Regions from separate parts of the Mus musculus genome. Here all the other regions are linked to region 1. The links are chromatin contacts, called in public Hi-C and promoter capture Hi-C maps. All regions are on one chromosome and are shown on one strand. Each heading gives the region's core, a stretch centred on a gene start, on an enhancer-like site or on the middle of the called end of the contact. The rest is flanking DNA. Distances are from core to core; before and after follow the strand shown. Region 1 holds the start of Sh3bp5l (SH3 binding domain protein 5 like). Region 2 holds the start of Tvp23b (trans-golgi network vesicle protein 23B). Region 3 holds the start of 2410006H16Rik (RIKEN cDNA 2410006H16 gene).

Region 1 (2,832 bases), core at 88-2,587:
CCTGCTCTCCATCAGCACTTGTCACACTTGTCACACTGAACCGCCACGTTTTATGTACATGTCTGCTTCCCTTTCCCACCCCAGCCCACTGTGAGAGAGGAGTCTAAGGCCTCATTGATCCCACAGCTCTTCAGCAAGTCTGGCCTCTGGACTTCTGACCTCCTCCATCAGCCTTCTCACCTGTATCCTAGGATCCAGTTCCTCCTCCTCTCTAGGGGACAATTTGGTCTCACTGCTGTTGCTTCCACTTCCTCCAGGCTCCTCTGCGACCGGGCTCCTAGGGCCCTCATCCTCTACCACCTCTGACCGAAGTTCCCCCTGCGGAGTCTCCCGGCCCCCTGCAGCCTTTTTGAGATCAGCCATGCTGGCTGGAAGAGGGCAAAGCCCTATGCACAAGAGAGGGCTGGCATGCTGGGAGCAGGGCCCCAGTTTGAGGCTTCCTGGACTTTGGATGGAACAGAATAGGGCTTTCTCTTCTCAAAGGCCGAAGAGAAGCAGCACAGATGGGCCTCGCGTTCAGTTAGAGGCTGAGCTTCGAACTGCTGAGGAGGTCCTTATAACTAAAGCTTCGTCTGTGCAAAAGTTCTTCACACCTCACCACGGGGAGCCCACCAAGAGACCCCAGCGGCAACAGCTCCAACTCAAGGAGCAAAGGGGGCCTGGATCCTGGGCCGACGCCTGGGAAGAGGAGCACCATTCGGGAGGGTGGAGGCAAGCGCCTCCAGGCTGTGGTGGCAGATGGAGAGAAAGCTAAGTCCAAGCAGAGGGTGGGAGATGCGCCTCTGGGGAGCTGCAGGAGACACAAAGGTCAAGTTACATAGGATGTCAGCATCAGAACCTTGGCCAGCAGCCTCCTCCGCGTCCTGGGTCTCCCCAAGATACCACTGGTTTCCCAACACACACTCCCGAGATCCGACCAGTCCCCCACCTCAACTTCTTTCCTCCGGCCTCAAGGACTTTAGGTCCGACTCTGCTCGCGTCCCTGTTCCCTCCACAGTCCCTCCCCTTCCAAACTTCCCTCTGAGCCCCACCCTCTCTCCTCCACACCCTTTTTCTACCAAGCCCGTCCCCCTCGGTCCGGCTTTGCAATTCACCTTCTATCCCCCAACCTTGCCTCTCCAGCCCTGGGGGCCATCTGAGCCTCCAGGCTCCAAGCGCATACTCTTCCGCGGACCCAGCGTCTGAGTCCCAGCCATCCCATGTAACCAGGCGAAAAAAAAAATGCCCCTTCCCGGCTTTACCTCAGTTTACCTTGCTTTACGGGGAGCGTCTACGGAGCAAACAATCTTCCCCCTCCCTCCGCAACAAGACCGTCCAACCAAAAACGCCCTGGCAGAGAGGAAACGGAAATACGCCATCGCGTAAAAACGCTATTTTTTTTTTTCCTCTCTGACAAGTATTGCCCGATGTAAGCTCACGCTCGGCGTGCTAAACGTTCAGGGTCCGTACAAGATGGCGCTACTCTACATCCGACGTCGCCTTTCCTAGCTCCCAGTTCACCCGCCAACCAAGCCTAAATAAAATGAATGCATGAGTAAGAGTTGCTGAGGAAAACTACAGCAGGTGATGAAAATCGATAGTCCCTCCCAATTCGAGAAATGCTAGCAATAGTGTCGTACGCGGGAGCGGCCATCGTTGCTTTAGGAACAGAGGCGGGGCTAAGGACTGTCACTGCCTGGCGCGACCGGAGGTGATGCAACTTCCGGTTTCGGCTAGCTCCTATCTGGGTATTGCTAACAAAAACGAAGTCGTTTTTCAAAAGTGATTTTTTTTTTCCTTTTCTTTTCTTTTTTCTCGGTTCAGTGAATCCGGCGGACTCTAGGTCGAGACAGGTGGGTGAACCTCTCCCGACACCTGCAGCGGGCGCCATCTCTCCCGCTAAGTAGCCGGCCTCACGGGACGCCGGCTACCGCGTGAATGCAGAGGATCTCACTGTTAGCTCACTTTCCTAGAGTGGGAGGAGGAGGCTCGAACTTAGCCCAGTGAGCTCCCTGCTTCGTTCATGGGTGGTCTGGATACCAGTGCTATGTGTGGCTTGCAAGACGGACCGAAGCCATGGATGGGATGCAGGATGGATGCTTGCGTGGTACAAATGTCTGACGGCCTCGGGGCCCCAGGCTTTTTTTCTGGAGATGAAACACGTATCCGGGCCCAATTCTCTTCCCATTGGGTTCTGTTGAACATAGCCCGTGTTTAGTAAATCGGTAAAGAGTCTGTTTAGTCAAGAGCTGCCTTCCTATCTGTGAAGGAGTCTTTAGGTGTTTCTAGAGGCATGAGAATGGAGGAGGACGGGGTTCCACAGTCTGAAGTGAAAGGAATTCCAGAGCTGGTCCCTGTTAGGGTCCAGGAGTCGCCCCACAAACCACAGGAATATCAATCTCAGTCAGACAGGGATAGTGTATTGAATGCACACCCCACGGTCGGTAGACATAGCTTAGACTCTGGAACTGAATGCTACTATCATGAACTTCGTTTCAGGGTCAGTTTATATAGGCAGAAACCCATAATGAACTCACAAGCAATTGCGGGGAGGGCTTGTAGGGTTATTGGCCTTTTTCCAAGTTGTGTGTGTGTGTGTTTAAATAATTTAGACATAACAGTTCAAGTTGACTTCTATCTTGCTTAGCTCTGAGTGAAGTCTGCAATTGGGGAGTTTGCAAGAAGAACAGTCCTCAAAACATGGTAACAAACCTCTGAACATACCGGGATATATGGTCAACATGACCACGGTCTGAGCCAGACTATTCTCTGGGTCAGCAGTCAGTCTAATTTCAGTGGCAGCAGTATGAGATGGCACTCATACTGGCAGGCGAGAAGCAAAATGGCTACAGC
Region 2 (2,832 bases), core at 193-2,692, 4.5 Mb before region 1:
AACCTGTGGGTGATTAGCAAAGATGCAGGGAGGGGGTTGGTATGAAAATACCAGGGGGAGGGGCTGCTTCTAGGTAATAAGAAAGAAAATTATCAGACAAAAAACAACAACAACAAAAAAAAAAAACAACCAAAAAACACAAAAACCACAAGGGAACAGATGTTTAAGTCTGCAGAGAAATTTTAATGCACAGGTTGCCTGGGGGAAGGAAGGTAATGACTATAAAAAATGTCAAATGCCCAACAGGTGGAAGGACTTATGGTCACAGACCTAGGAGTAGGAAGAAGCGGATCTAAATGCACCTTCAGAGCTGAGCTGAAACCATCAATGAATTTTTTCTACTCCACATTTCCACAAAGTAGACTTTTCTTATCACAGATTCTAGTTGGCCCATCCTGAGACACTTGGTATGTCACTATGTCTTTATTATTATGATCTGAAAATATGTTGTTCCCCAACCTAACCTCTCCCCATCCCAACCCCCACCCCCAGCCATCCTGCCCTTTGCAGATCCCATCTCCTTGAACATCCCAACCTGACAATGAAACCCGTGTGACACAATCTACATGGGAGTTCACAGTAAAAAAAAAATTTTTTTTGTTTTTTTGTTTTGTTTTTTTGGTTTTTCGAGACAGGGTTCTCTGTATAGCCTGTATATCTCTGTATAGCCCTGGCTGTCCTGGAACTCACTCTGTAGATCAGGCTGGTCTCGAACTCAGAAATCCACCTGCCTCTGCCTCCCGAGTGCTGGGATTAAAGGCGTGCGCCACCACGCCCAGCTTCACAGTAAAATTTTAAAGGAAGAAAATATATTACATGTACTAATCTCTGGCCGAAGGACAATTGGCTACATCGACCTCTACGGGTACAAAGGCGATAACCATCGTGATTATCTGTGTACAGCGTAGTAACACTGGAACCCAAGGCTCTGGCAATCTCTCCCTACAGGATCGCCCTGAACTTGTGTATCAGGGCCCTACAGGCCATTCCCCTCATCCGGGCAGGCTATGGGAAGACGGGTTACCCCCGACCTCACACCCAGAGATCCTGCAGCGAGTGTGCTCCACACCCGCTGACAGGAGGCCTCTGTGCCTCCGGGGTCGCCGGTGCACCCTATCCCTCACAGTCCACAAACCCTCTAGCGACAATTTGCCCGGGGCTGGCCCTCCTACCCACCCACCTGCAGTTCCTACAGCTCAGGCAGTGGGCGGGCACACGGACCCAACAGCCTCGGGCGACTGGGCAAGACCCCCAGCCCCAACTCAAGCACCGGCTACCGGCGCTCGGCCGCCATCCCTCACCTGCGACAACATGACGACCCTGCGCCAACCCGCCCCCCACTTCCGAGAGCCACGACAGCAAAGCTGCCACGCGATCCAGCTCTACAGCCGACGTCACAAGCGCACCAGGAAGCCACTTGGTGGGAGGGCGCAACTCCAGAGACCGGAAGGCGATAGGCGGGTCCATACCTTGGGGCGGGGCTCCATAGTGGGCGGGGCGGAAAGAGCTGGTCCACGCGACGGACGCGGGCGGTAGGAGGCGGGGTGTGTGGGCGGGGCCTTGACGCAGAGACTCTGTAGGGGCTGAGGTGGAGGTGGGCGGGGCAAGCGTGAGCAGGGGCAAGGGCTGCACTTCTAAGGAAAAGCAAAACGCTTGGGAATAAACTGGCTAACTTAATGGGTTCTAAAGCGAAGTTTCTTGGGTTATGAATGGAAAATGTTTTTTGCTACCAAAGAAGTACAAACTGTGAGTCATTACCACCAGCAGGGACGCCCTGAGAGAGGCGGAGCTTTATAATTTAACCTTGTAAATGTATTGTATTTTAGTATAGTCTTTCTTAAGCGATTTAAATGTTAAAGAAAATTGAGAAATAAATGTGTCCTTGGAAAGAAATTAAAAAAAAAAAAACCGAGTAAGAAAGAGACAAGAAGACTAGCGTAAGCAGTGAGGGTACTGCTGTAAGGGGCATAACCTCAGAACAAGAAGAGAGGCCAGTATCGCGCCTCTGCCCTCCATGTACCAATTATATAACCAATCTCTATGTACATCCTTCCTCGGCTGTAAAGTGGGAAGGACGGTGATGGCTTTACAGAGCATTTAGTAAAGTGGCACAAATTTGCTTTTATTACTGTTTTAAGTCACCTGCTGATGGCATGATCATGCCTAGACCTAAAATTCAGAGATTTTTTTTTTTTTTTTTTTTGGTTTTTCGAGACAAATTCAGAGAGTTTAAAGCCATCTTTGCAACTGTAATGATAGAGATATTCTGTTTGCTCAACTATGTCAGACTGTTGGAGGCTCATGCAATGTCCCTCTCACCTTTTCTTAACTGAAGGGACTCTTCACAGAACCCGGGGTTTTATCTGGTTCTTTGCCAGGACTATGTCAAACCCAGTGTTACAATAATGAAGAAACATGGACCTAGTTCCCAAAAAAGAGAAAGCAGGCAAGGTAATTGCGCATCTTCGTGTGAAGCTGGACAAATGACCTATGTCCTAACCTGCTTGGACAAAGATTTTGGTGGCCCACCCTGTGTTGTGAGGTTGTGTGGAAAAAAAATTTTTTTGGTTCTCACTTTTTATATGAATGCAATTTGAATTCACTACCATATTTTAAGATATAGAGCATTTGACAAGAAAGTGAATTTCCCACTTGTTAGGATTTTTGTCTTCCTTTTTGGAGGACTGGTGTGTGTGTGTTGGGGGGGGGGTTCTTTGCTTGCTTTTGAAACAGGGTGTTGCCTCCTAGTACCAACTGACTAGATGCTCTGTCCTCCTGCCTTGCCCCTATCTCCCCTCACCCTCAAGAACTGGAACTTAATGACGGGGAAAG
Region 3 (2,832 bases), core at 140-2,639, 4.3 Mb before region 1:
CTGCCTGCCTCTTCTCAAGAAAGCTACAGTTCTTAACACATCCTAGACCTAAAAGGGAAGTATTTTTCAAATTACTAAAATACATTTACAACTAGCCAAACCAGCCCAACTGGGTTCAATTGTAAGACCACATTAACTGAAAATTTTAAGACCCAAGTTAATGGACTAGAAGGTCTAAGTTCTTAGAAGACCAGGTTTGACTGCCAGCACTAATTGTGGCTCACAACCACCTAAGTCCGGTGCCATTTTTTTCTAGCATCAAGACAGCAAACACACACAAAAATGGCTCTATAGGGGGCTGGAGATGGCTCTGTGGTTAAGAGCACCGACTGCTCTTCGGAAGGTCCGGAGTTCAAATCCCAGCAACCACATGGTGGCTCACAACCATCCGTAATGAGATCTGATGCCCTCTTCTGGTGCATCTGAAAACAGCTACAGCGTACTTAGATATGATAAATCTTAAAAAAAAAATGGCTCTACAGTAAGAGCTGTGCACTGTTGCCTTACTTAACCACCCCCATCAGCTACAACCAGTATTGAGTACAGGCAAAACTGATGCTCATACATGAACACTCTAGCTCAAATCAAAACGGTCTAAAATCCCAAGCTGAAAGCTTACCTCATGGGAGGCCACAGCTGTTGGCAATCTTCCACTCTTAAATCCCCAACCTAGAAGTACAGCAGTTGTTAAAAGTCCAGCCCAAGTTAAACCTAAACCCCAGCCACCGGTGTGGGCTTGACTGCAGTCAGCCAGGAGCAGTTATCGTCAGTTATCGACTCTGACGGCACTTCCTACTTAGTCATCTCATCACAGCAGTCAAGCTTTCTGCTGTCCTCCAACTAGTAGTTCCAGCCACTAAATGGAGACACGTCTTAAATTTATGTATGTGCCCACATGGGCCAGGGTATGTTGGGAGTCCCTGGAGCGAAAGCTACACAGCCTCTTGTCTATGAACCCCACCTGATACTCCAGAAACCCTTACCTCATGGTGGGATGATACTGCTCCTATTCCACGTTGTCAACGTCCCGTCTGAAAGGTTAGAAGAGTAAGAGTCATGAGGGGCAATTAGAACACTTGTGTTCAGCACTGGGTCGCCGAGGCTTAAACGACTGCAGTCAGCTAACTAGGGATGTCGTCAGTTGTCGCATCGGACGGCACTTCCTTTTTTTTCTAGTTTCATCATCATTGCAGCCGACACCCCGCCCACGCGCGGCGCCCCGCGATGCAGACCTCGACTTACCAGGCTCCCCTAGATCTGTGCAGCGCACAAGGCGGAGCTGAGAGGCTGGGCCCGGGCTCAGCATCGCTCCAGACCGTCACCAGCAGGCCACGGCGAAGGGACCAGCTCAACGAGCGAGAAGAGCACGATCCCATGATGGCCGCAGAGAAAGACGGCGCGTGAGCGCCCTCCTCTTAAGGGCTAGGAATAGACCACTCCTCACCCCAGGGAGGTGAGGGCGGCAAAGGCTCACGGGAACTTCCAGCGGCCCGCCTCGCGACCCAGGCCTCCCCCGTTCTGTTGAGCGAGTGGTCTCCCCCGCCCCGGGGGATTCTGGGTAGCGAAGAGCGCGCGAGCTCCAGCGCGCCTGCGTGTTGGGTTAAGCGCGGACTCGACATCCTTTCCGCGGTTTTCCGTCCTCGTTGTCTTCCCTGACTTATTAGTCCTTTGTGAACGTGTGTAGTGTGTGAAATGTGTAGTCAGACCTGACAGTGCAGGCCTGTAATCGTAATCGATTAGGAACCCGACGCAAGAATTCGAGTCCAGCCTGGGCAATTTAATGAGCCCCTGTCTCTATTTTAAATTTAAAAAAAAAAAAAAAAAAGCGGGCCTATATAATCTAACTGGGTGGTGGAGAGCCTGGCTCATCTACGCTAACACACACGAAACCGCGTTCAAAGACAAACGCTGTTACAAAAGTGTAATGATTGGGGCCGTTCTGCACCCCATTATTTTTACAACATATCCACGGAGTCTCTCAAGGCCCTATGCAGACGGCCCTCATCACATTCCTTAGAGAACTGTAGAATCAAGAAGAGCTCTTGATCCATTTCCATTGCCCCCTGCTCTTTCCACTTCTGACTGGAGAGACTTGCATCGGGCATAGGTAATAGAAAACTGCTAATGCTATGCCTTCAGTATATGAGTATGTTTGATTTTCTCAAGGGTTGGGGATGCAGTGTTTCCCTAGCAAACATGAAGTTCTGAGCTCCATCCCCAGCACCTCATAAACTGGACATTGTGACAAACTCCCAAGCTCTGGGTATGTGGAGGCAGCAGAATCAGAAGTTCAAGGTCATCTTCAGCTATGAGGTCAGCCTGGGATATGTGAACCTGAAGACTAGAGTAGGGTTCTTGTGAGTTCAAGACCAGCCTGGCCTACGGAATGAAATCCTGTCTCAAAACACCTCAGTGCAAAATCTGTTGAGCTAGTATATATGATATGCTGGGTTCTACCCAGCAACACACACATAAGTGCTTGCATGCACTTCTTATGCAAATAGGCTGAGGAGGCAACTCATTTTGACAGAACTAGACAGGTGGTCATGAGACTGCAATCTTGGTGGTCTGAGGAATAAACAGAATTTTGATGGAGGGAGGGAAGTCCAGGCCAAAACATTCTTAAAGGGAATAAGATAATTTCCCTTGGAGCCAAATATGCTTGACCATGGCCAGGAACACAAGATTCATGGGTCCCCAAATACCATGTTCTATATTGGAAGTGTCTTGGGTTTTTGTTTGCTTGGTTGGTTGGTTGGTTTTGGTTTGGTGCCGTTTTCGAGACAGGTGCTGTTTTCTGTGTAGCACTGGCGGTCCTGGAACTTGCTCTGT

What was found. Promoter capture Hi-C pulls out the DNA fragments that hold promoters and counts their contacts. A called contact is a pair of places that touch in the nucleus more often than the background predicts.
Region 2: a Hi-C map of Th1 cells shows a contact between it and region 1, with 7 times the contacts expected there. The contact joins the promoter of Tvp23b here to the promoter of Sh3bp5l in region 1. A contact is called at or near these places in 2 of 484 Hi-C or Micro-C datasets (CD4 T cells and Th1 cells).
Region 3: a promoter capture Hi-C map of pre-B cells shows a contact between it and region 1, with 5 times the contacts expected there. The contact joins the promoter of 2410006H16Rik here to the promoter of Sh3bp5l in region 1. A contact is called at or near these places in 2 of 39 promoter capture datasets (liver and pre-B cells).

The regions. Positions count from the first base shown.
Region 1 is chr11:58,329,212-58,332,043 of GRCm38.p6, reverse strand. Sh3bp5l (SH3 binding domain protein 5 like) reads right to left here and starts at 1,337. Exons shown (of 7, transcript NM_024480.5): 1 at 1,252-1,337; 2 at 181-790. The coding sequence starts at 363. It also overlaps a transcript of Zfp672 not described here.
Region 2 is chr11:62,878,065-62,880,896 of GRCm38.p6, reverse strand. Tvp23b (trans-golgi network vesicle protein 23B) reads right to left here and starts at 1,442. Exons shown (of 7, transcript NM_026210.5): 1 at 1,302-1,442. The coding sequence starts at 1,313.
Region 3 is chr11:62,601,434-62,604,265 of GRCm38.p6, reverse strand. It overlaps 2410006H16Rik (RIKEN cDNA 2410006H16 gene), which reads right to left and starts at 1,389. Exons shown (of 5, transcript NR_030738.1): 1 at 1,243-1,389; 2 at 984-1,031; 3 at 620-669. Snord49b (small nucleolar RNA, C/D box 49B) reads right to left here and starts at 1,180; the gene lies at 1,118-1,180. Snord49a (small nucleolar RNA, C/D box 49A) reads right to left here and starts at 806; the gene lies at 745-806.